3 separate regions of the Pan troglodytes genome follow, and regions 1 and 3 are each linked to region 2. Evidence: chromatin contacts called from public HiChIP or PLAC-seq data. All regions are on one chromosome and are shown on one strand. The core of a region is the stretch at or near the end of the contact, and the rest is flanking DNA. Distances in the headings are between cores, read along the strand shown.

Region 1 (2,700 bases), core at 91-2,590, 930 kb after region 2:
ACACTAGATAGCACTTCAGCATTGCAAGGCCATTTTAAACAGCAAAATCACTAACAAAAAGCATGAAAATGCAAATTAAAAAAAAAAAGATTCTAGACCATAAAAAGGACACCTTTTACAGTATGAGAGCTGAAACTAGGCAGAGCCTTGTCGACCTCAGCTCAGGACATGCACCTGGGGTGGCAGCTCTACCCACATCTCAGAGTGACCTTGAGAGTGCCCAGAGTGTTGATTTGGGGCTTACAAATAAATTTTAGTCAGTAGAAGAATCTGAAAATATGGAATTCATGAATAACGAGGGTTGTCTGTATATATTTACAGAGAAAAATTTGTGCTTTAGTGGAAAACTGCATTCCTTAGAGCACACTGTTCAGGGTTATCAGATTCTGCAACGGTTTCACTCCTTTCCTTGACTCTGAGCTATTTTACAGCTCTGTAAGTTACAGATAACTGACAGGAATGCAAAATAATTCTTGTCTGTAGACATGCAAATAATTTCTGTTCAGTGGAGGATCAATTGAGTCCCTGCCTGCCATGGAAAAAGTCAGTTTTGCATCCATCTTCAAATTTGTTTCAACATCCTGATCTATATATATCTCTGCTTTTTTATGTCTCCCTTGAGTTGGTTTCATAGATTTCTGACCCTAGCATTATTTCCTGAGTTAAAGAAAACCTGTGACACGTGTTCATTTTGTTTACATGACAGTCGGATTGAGTGCTCCTTTTGGAGGCCTGGGGTCCGCTCACCTGTGTGCAGCGACAGCCAGCCTTTACGGTGGGCGATGTAGTGCGGCGCGTGTGCCTCCTCGTAGGTCACCGCCTTGTCCCCCTTGCTTACGCGTACTCGGGCCGCCCGGTTCTAGGAGCAAAAGGGGCCGTGACTCCACGAGATCCCCGATCCAGACCCCTACCTCGCGCCATGTCCCCCCAGTCAGCTGGCACTGTTCCCCGGCCCCAATCCCCTGATCCCTAAGCCCCGACCCTAGCCCGGCCTCGGACCCCAGCGACACGCCCCCTTCAGCCCGCACGGCTTCCCCGGCCCCCGGCCCCCAGGCCCCCAGGCCCCCGCCCCGGCGGTGCTCACCTTGGCGCAGACCGGGGAGGTGTGCAGGGCGCGCCAAGCGCAAGGCAGCTCTCGGCTCCAGGACAGCACCTGTGGAGGGAGGGCGCGTGAGGCGGAAACTAGGGACCCCACCTCCGACTCGCAGGGACCTGCCGAGTCGCCCCACTCACCCGTGGCCCCAGCAACCCGCTGCACACGGAGGCCGCCATCTTGGGCCAAGCGGAGCGTGGGACGTACCACAGCGCGCTGAGGGGTGGGGACGACCGCGGACGAGACCAAGTCGGAGCTCGTACTCTGTACTCTGGCGGGGGCGGGGCAGGGCCTCTGCGGGGCGGGGCCGCGGCAGGGCCTCTGCGGGGCGGGGCCGCGGTATGCTGCCAGCTGTTACTCCCGCCTTCCCCGCAGCCCTGTGAATGCTCAGCCTTGTGAATGCTCATCCCGCCGCTGTTCGCTCTCCCGCGGTTGCTGCTTGCATAGGGTTTCAGATCCGGAAATTTGAGGATGCGAAACGTGAGATTTTCTCTTCGACAACCTCACGCTAGTACGGGTGATGGGTGTGCGGCCCACCGGAGCCCGCCCTGCCCAACGTGCATCCTCGGGGCTCGAAGAGGAGCCAAGCGTTTCCCCAGGTCCTAGTTATGCCTCCAAATAATATTCGTAGAAAAACAAAACAGAAAAACCCTCCAGACTTTTATCCACAAATAAAGAAGAAACATATTTTGGTTAAAACGTCACCCAATTCTTCAAGGATGACTTACGCAGTTATGCAAGAATGGGTTTGCCACATGTGACCACAGTGGTGACTGGCCCCTGAGGAAGGAAAAGTTTAAGTACGGGGAAGGGGCCGGAGGGCAAGGAGATTCGTGAGAATATCGCAGGGCCTGTAATGCTGAAACCAGCGCGTCGCCACTATTATTGGTATCCAGTAATTATTAATGTCAAACGGAAAAATAGCAACGCGGGATATTTTATTTTAGAAGTCACCACGGTCATGGAAAAAACACGGGCTCTGGAGTCAGACCCATGTATAACAATCTTCGTACAGTTAAGACTCAGTTCTATTATCTATAAAATGGGCCTTAATAATGGTACTACCTTATAAAGCTATTAGGATCAAGAGAATATTTAATCAATGATGGGTTGTGTTTGGTTGAGTGATGTGAAATTGCCAATATTTTGGCCGTTCTGGGTCTACATCATTCCCCTTAATGGTACAGTACTTGCATACTGCTGCGGTTTCCTGTCAGGGGGAGGACTGGATTATGATCCATGGGAAGGGGAAATGGAAGAACGGTGGAAATGAGTTGCCCATGACCACACTGAGAAGAGGGAAAGAGGGACCAAGACACAAGTCTCTTGACTTCAGTCCAGCCCATTTCCCATGACCAAGATTCCTCTGATTACATGAAGGTGGGTTCTCAAAAAACCCGTAATAAAAGGATAAGGTCTTCCATGTCCACTTCACCAGAAATGTTTTATTCTTACTTTTTAGAAACTGCGGCCCCCAACTGTTATGCATATTGAATAAAGGGACAGAACAGGGATGAGGTGCCCTCCAATGCATACTTTGCAAATGTAAGAACTTTCAACATTTCCTAAGAAATCCTTTTCAACTGACAATTATTTTTTAAAGTTTT
Region 2 (2,700 bases), core at 126-2,625:
CACCCACTGCTTACTGAAAACTGCCAAGAGAAAAGTACTTTTGGAATTTAAGACAACGTTATGTAATGGAAAGTGTATTTTTGTTATCAGAAAAAAAACCCAGTTTGAATGTCAACTCAGCTACTCACCGATGACCTTAGACAAGTTGTTTAATTTGTACAAGCTGTGGTTAGTTCATCTGTAAGAAGCTGAGATAACATTCATTATAGCAGTGGAAAGAGATGGAGCAGGTTAAGGTTAAGTTGCACCTAACAAAGTACTCAACAAGTTAGATCCCGCCTGCCTTCAGTTGTCAGGAGTACATTTTAAGTAAACTGGGCATTACTGATCCTTAAGAAAATGGGTAAGTCAGAAAACTTCCCCAGTCAATTTTTAAAAGTCTTCGGCGATGGTTTTCTCACGTTGAGAGCCATGGTTCGCCCCAACTGTATTTTGGAAAGTAAACTTATTATTCTAATCCCCTTTTCTACAATAGAAAAGCCTACAATCTTGTTTAAAGTAAACATCACCCTCCCCGACGTTCCCCCCAGTCCACCAAAAAAAGACCAAAACTCAAACTTGCCTCGTTGTTAGGGGTTCACAAAAAAGTGATAGGGGCTTTCGGTTTTTCGTCCTTATGTTTCTAATTCGTGCATCGAAGAAACCGAAAGCGGGAGGTTTTGAAAGACACTAGTGCCAAATGGAGACCAAGACTCCGACTTAACTGTAAAGCTGAGAGTTTTCCAAGAAAAGGGAACCCCACATATTTGACCAAGATTCCAAGTTTCAGAAACCACCGCATCAGGTCTACTTGAGCCAGGAAAAAAATCCTGAGTTCGGAACGGGCCACCCAGAGATGGTTAAGCTGAAACTGCCTTCTTTTCTAGTCTCCAAAGTGAAAGCGAATCCTTGGCTATGTGCCTCACCGTCCCGCAGCCCCATGTTAACCCCGCAAAACCGCATCCCCCCGACCCTCCAGCAGCCTCCGACCAAGGAAGCTCCAGGAATCCCGAGCCGGCCTGGCAAATGACTTTGCAAAGCCGCATTTCCACCTCCATTCCCTACTGGACCCTCCAGAAGCACCAATGCCGACGTCAGGATGGGAAAAACTAAATCGACAGAGCACCAGCAACCTCGACTACGCTGAAGACCTCGAGGGCCCCTTCCATACCTGAATGTAGTCAGCGAAAAGCTGTACCCGCGCTCCGCCATCTTTACCCGAAGAGCCAAAGCACAGCCGCACACATGCGCACTGTGGCCGATTTACTTTCATTTCCCCGCCCCTCGCCTTTCCTTTACTCTCTATGATTGGAGGAGAGTCAGAGCTGCTCCAAGAGCATGCGGGGTGTTGTAGTTCTAAGAAGCGAGGCTTGCCCGATTCTGTGCCTGTGCGCATGCTGAAAGCAGGGGCGGGACCGGGGCGGTCTTCCAGCAGGGAAAATGGCGCCGGCCATGCTGGTCTTGGTGGTTTCGCCGTGGCCTGCGGCCCGGGGAGTGCTTCGAAACTACTGGGAGCGACTGCTGCGGAAGCTTCCGCAGAGCCGGCCGGGCTTTCCCAGTCCTCCGTGGGGTAGGTAAAGAAGGGCTGCGTGGGAGAGGGGGCTGATGACGGGACCTCGGGCAGCGTAGCAGACGCAGCTTACACAATTCGCCCTCAGCCCCGGGTCTGATCCGCGGCCTCATGTCGGGGACGTAGTTCGTGACATTCCCATATTAGCGAGAACAGAACGACTGTTTTTGCGCTCCCTCCACCGCAAAAAAAAAAAAAATCCTCTGCTTGTTCCATTCGTACACAGAATGTAACCCAAGCTTGTGTCAAAGATAAATCATAGCCAGCCAGTAAGTAAAGCGCTGAAAACAGATTTTATTCAGTAACTACTGCAGGTAAAGAGCTGAGCTCCATCCCAGTTTGTGCAGAGGTGACTTTGGGCGTTTTAAAGGGAGAATGAGCGAGGCGGGAGTGTAGGGGCTCTGTAGAGTCAGAGAAGTGTAGTATAGTGAAGTCAGTGCAAATGTGATTAGCCGGCTGTGTCTGCTAGCTCGCAGTTGTCTTAGGGAGGATTCTATCCTCCCGCAGAGACTGGGAGACAAAGGCCCTATCCTTCCTAATGGTTAGATTTCGAAGGAATGGCTCTCAGGGCCTTGAAAGAAAAGCTTCCGAGTTAGTTGCAAGGGATACGTATTTACAGTTATATGCCCTTTCCAGGAAATGCTCTAAGGGAGTTCGGGACCTACTATCGGGGTATGTTGGCCAAAATAAATAGGAAATTTTCCAGGCAGCGTTGAGCTTTCTCAGGCAGCCACTTTAAAGGGGGGGGCCGAGGTCATCCTAGGATACAGCCTTATGCTGCTAGAAACTATGCTAGAGTTTGGTCAAGTCTGTGGAGTTCAGGGATTTGTACAGAGTTGTCCTGAGAGGACAGTTCTGCAGGTCTCACTTGGCATCAAGGCTCACCACTCTCTGGATCTGTCTTTCCTTTCCAGCCCTGCCCTCACCTCCCCTCCCGCTTCCCCTCTCCCCCCTCCTCTTCCCTTCCCTTCCCTCCCTTCTTTCCTCCCTTCCTCCCTCCCTCCCGCGCAGTACATGTTTTCTGTGGTGTTTGAGCTGTGAGGAGATGAATTCTGTTTCCCATGTTTCACTTGGAATTAATTTTAATTGGAAGTATCTTGGATGTTGAAACTGTCATTGCTTTGGCATTTACATTCTACTCAATTTCTAAG
Region 3 (2,700 bases), core at 22-2,521, 640 kb after region 2:
AAAAGTGGTGGCTTTCTGAGCTGCCTATCTTTCCAGGATTTCAGTCATCCAAGTCCTTGCTGGGAGAGGAAATTTTTAACTTTTGTCAACTTTTCTATTTTTTCTTAGAATATTGAACACAAATAAACTAGTATATCAGTGCCAGAAGCAAAACTCCACTGAGACAGTCTGAGTAGAGCAGTGGCGTGATTTGGTTTCGATTTTTAAAAGATCACTCTCATTGCCTTGAAAATGAACTATGTGGCATTAGGGAGGAAGAAGGATGGAAGCAGGTGGTCCAGTTAGTAAACTATCACAATAATCCAGGTGGCTTATTAAGAGATAACGATGGCTCAGGCCATGGTGGTAAGGTGGAAATAGAGAGAAGTGATCAAACGCCGCATCTAGTTTGAAGGAAAAGACAAGAGGGTTTACTGACAAACTGGAGATGAGCATGGGAGAGGAATCAATGCTCATCCCAAGATTTTTGGCCTGAACAGCTAGAAGGAAGGAGATGAAGAAAACTGAGACGGGGAAAGCTGGGTAGGAGTGCATTCATGAAGACCAATCAGCAACTTACTTTTGTGTATGTTAAGTCTGAGATGCTAATTTGACATGTAAGTGGAGATGCCAAATGCATAGTCAAATACACCAGTCTGAAGTTCAGGGAATATTTGGAAGCTAGAGATACAAATTCTGTAGTCATGAGCATATAGATGGTAATTAAAGTCGTAAGACCGGATGAGAGGACCTCGAAAGTAAATATAGAGACGACTACAGACAATATAAAGTGTCTATTTCATAGGGCTGGTGTGCAGGGTTAATAATATTTATACAACTCTGCCTCCAGACCCCTCTCCCAGTGTACGGAGATCAGGATCTCATCACCCCTCCCCACCACGTGAAGTCCTGCTTACAGCTCAAATGCCTTTTATTAACCGAAGTGCCTCCAGACCCCTCCCCTCCTCACCACGTGAAGTCCCGCTTACAGCTCAAATGCCTTTTATTAACCGAAGGTCAGCTTTTGTGACTCTCAGACGCTCAACAGGTGCGCAACTCTGCTAACGCAGTAGGCTGTCCTGGCCAAAGGGTGGTGCTGTGAGTCGCCTCCAGCCTCCGGGCCGTCCCGAAAGCTGCACCTTCTCCCTCTGAGCTGCAGAGGGCGCGCGTGAGGCATCGGGCGCCCAGGACCCCGCGGGAGCTCAGCGAGGGGGCGGGCGGCCACGGAGTGAGGCTGGGGCGGGGTCGGGCGCGGGGCGGACGTGGGGAGGGTTTGGCCGGGGCCAGAAGCAGGGTGCAGGGCAGGCGCGGGGCGGTCACGGGGGCGGGGCCGGTCGCGGGGCGCGGGGCAGGCCCGAGCTACCGGTAGTCTGCCTGCCGCAGTCCGAGCGCCGCGCTGGGGAGAGCGGGTGTTTGAAGGCTCCGCGGACCGGCACTAGGAGCCGGGGGCGGGTCCGTGACCCTCCGGCTGCTCGGAGCGAACAGGCGGCCAGGAAAGAAGCGGGCCTGAACACCATGATCCCTTTGGAGAAGCCAGGCAGCGGCGGCTCCTCCCCAGGCGCCACCTCAGGCTCGGGCCGGGCAGGCCGGGGTCTGAGCGGGCCGTGCCGGCCGCCGCCGCCGCCCCAGGCCCGCGGGCTGCTGACAGAGATACGCGCCGTGGTGCGCACCGAGCCCTTCCAGGACGGCTACAGCCTGTGCCCGGGCCGGGAGCTGGGCAGGTGAGGACGGGCGGGGCCCGGCGCGGAACCTTCCCGGACGCGCGGGGCGGGACGCGGGCGCCGATAAGTGCCGGGGCCGCGGCGGCGAGGCTGAGGTGGCGTTGCTGCTGCCGATAACGCGCGTTGTGACTTGGCACAAACTTGGGTGCCGACGGCGAGTAGGGCAGCCGAGTCGCACCACCGCCCCCTCCACGCGCCGCGCCCAGCAAGCGAGTGGTGGTAACTCGATGGCGGTCCCGGAGGCGGCGGAGGCACGGACACTTTCCTCTCCTCAGCCCTTTCGTCCTCTGTGGCGTTTCGAATGGCTATTTAACGAGAGAAGGTGCGGACCGCGCTCTGCCTTTCACCCCGAGCAGCGGGTCTGAAAACCAGAGGTCTGTGGAGCCGACTTTGCATTTTTCCTTCAACTCTTGCGACTTTCTTGGTCTCCCTGTGTGGTTTTAATAAAATACAGTATCCGTTGTGACCGCTTCCTTTGCACCGGCGCTCTGTTACCTTGTGTCGCTCTTCTGCTGAATTCATTTTCGTTTTCTTGGTTGGTTTTCTGCCGTTTTAGTTCTAAAGCATTTAGGTCCCTTTGCTTCGAGTTTAGATTGGTTTCTTTCGTGGGCGCTTGGCCCTTTTCTCGCTCTTTTTACTTTGCTGGGAACCGATTCTTGCCTTCTCCCCCCACCCCACGCTAGCCCACCCTTTTTTTGTGGGAGTAGAGAGAGCTTACAACTTGGTCTCTAAAGTTGCAGGTGCAGGCTGTTGGGATGCTTTACATTTTGTATGCTGAAGAGGGGTGATCGAGTGATTTTTGTGGGGTTTGGCGACTCTTCCTTGAGAACAGTTTGAAGAAGTTGTTAAATACTCTGGCTTTGGGGGCAGACCTGAGTTCATATTCGTGCCCTTCTTGCTGTGTTTGCCTTTGGAGGGGTTAGACTCTCCAGCCTCACTTTCCTCATCCGTAAGATCAGTATAATGATGACAGTACCTACCTCAGAGGTGTCCTGAAGAT

The links. HiChIP or PLAC-seq counts read pairs in DNA pulled down with a chosen protein or histone mark.
Region 1: a contact with region 2 is called in an H3K4me3 HiChIP or PLAC-seq map of stem cell-derived excitatory neurons, with 2.5 times the contacts expected there. The contact joins the promoter of MRPS24 here to the promoter of PSMA2 in region 2. A contact is called at or near these places in 1 of 7 Hi-C or Micro-C datasets (stem cell-derived neural progenitor cells) and 1 of 1 datasets of contacts at active chromatin or transcription factors (stem cell-derived excitatory neurons).
Region 3: an H3K4me3 HiChIP or PLAC-seq map of stem cell-derived excitatory neurons shows a contact between it and region 2, with 4 times the contacts expected there. The contact joins the promoter of STK17A here to the promoter of PSMA2 in region 2. A contact is called at or near these places in 1 of 7 Hi-C or Micro-C datasets (stem cell-derived neural progenitor cells) and 1 of 1 datasets of contacts at active chromatin or transcription factors (stem cell-derived excitatory neurons).

What each region holds. Positions count from the first base shown.
Region 1 is chr6:45,527,015-45,529,714 of NHGRI_mPanTro3-v2.0_pri, reverse strand. It overlaps MRPS24 (mitochondrial ribosomal protein S24), which reads right to left and starts at 1,340. Exons shown (of 4, transcript XM_001135905.6): 1 at 1,234-1,340; 2 at 1,085-1,153; 3 at 748-859. The coding sequence starts at 1,272.
Region 2 is chr6:46,457,973-46,460,672 of NHGRI_mPanTro3-v2.0_pri, reverse strand. PSMA2 (proteasome 20S subunit alpha 2) reads right to left here and starts at 1,375. Exons shown (of 8, transcript XM_528026.8): 1 at 1,151-1,375. The coding sequence starts at 1,191. It overlaps MRPL32 (mitochondrial ribosomal protein L32), which reads left to right and starts at 1,416. Exons shown (of 3, transcript XM_528025.7): 1 at 1,416-1,549. The coding sequence starts at 1,420.
Region 3 is chr6:45,813,410-45,816,109 of NHGRI_mPanTro3-v2.0_pri, reverse strand. It overlaps STK17A (serine/threonine kinase 17a), which reads left to right and starts at 1,271. Exons shown (of 9, transcript XR_001719209.3): 1 at 1,271-1,700.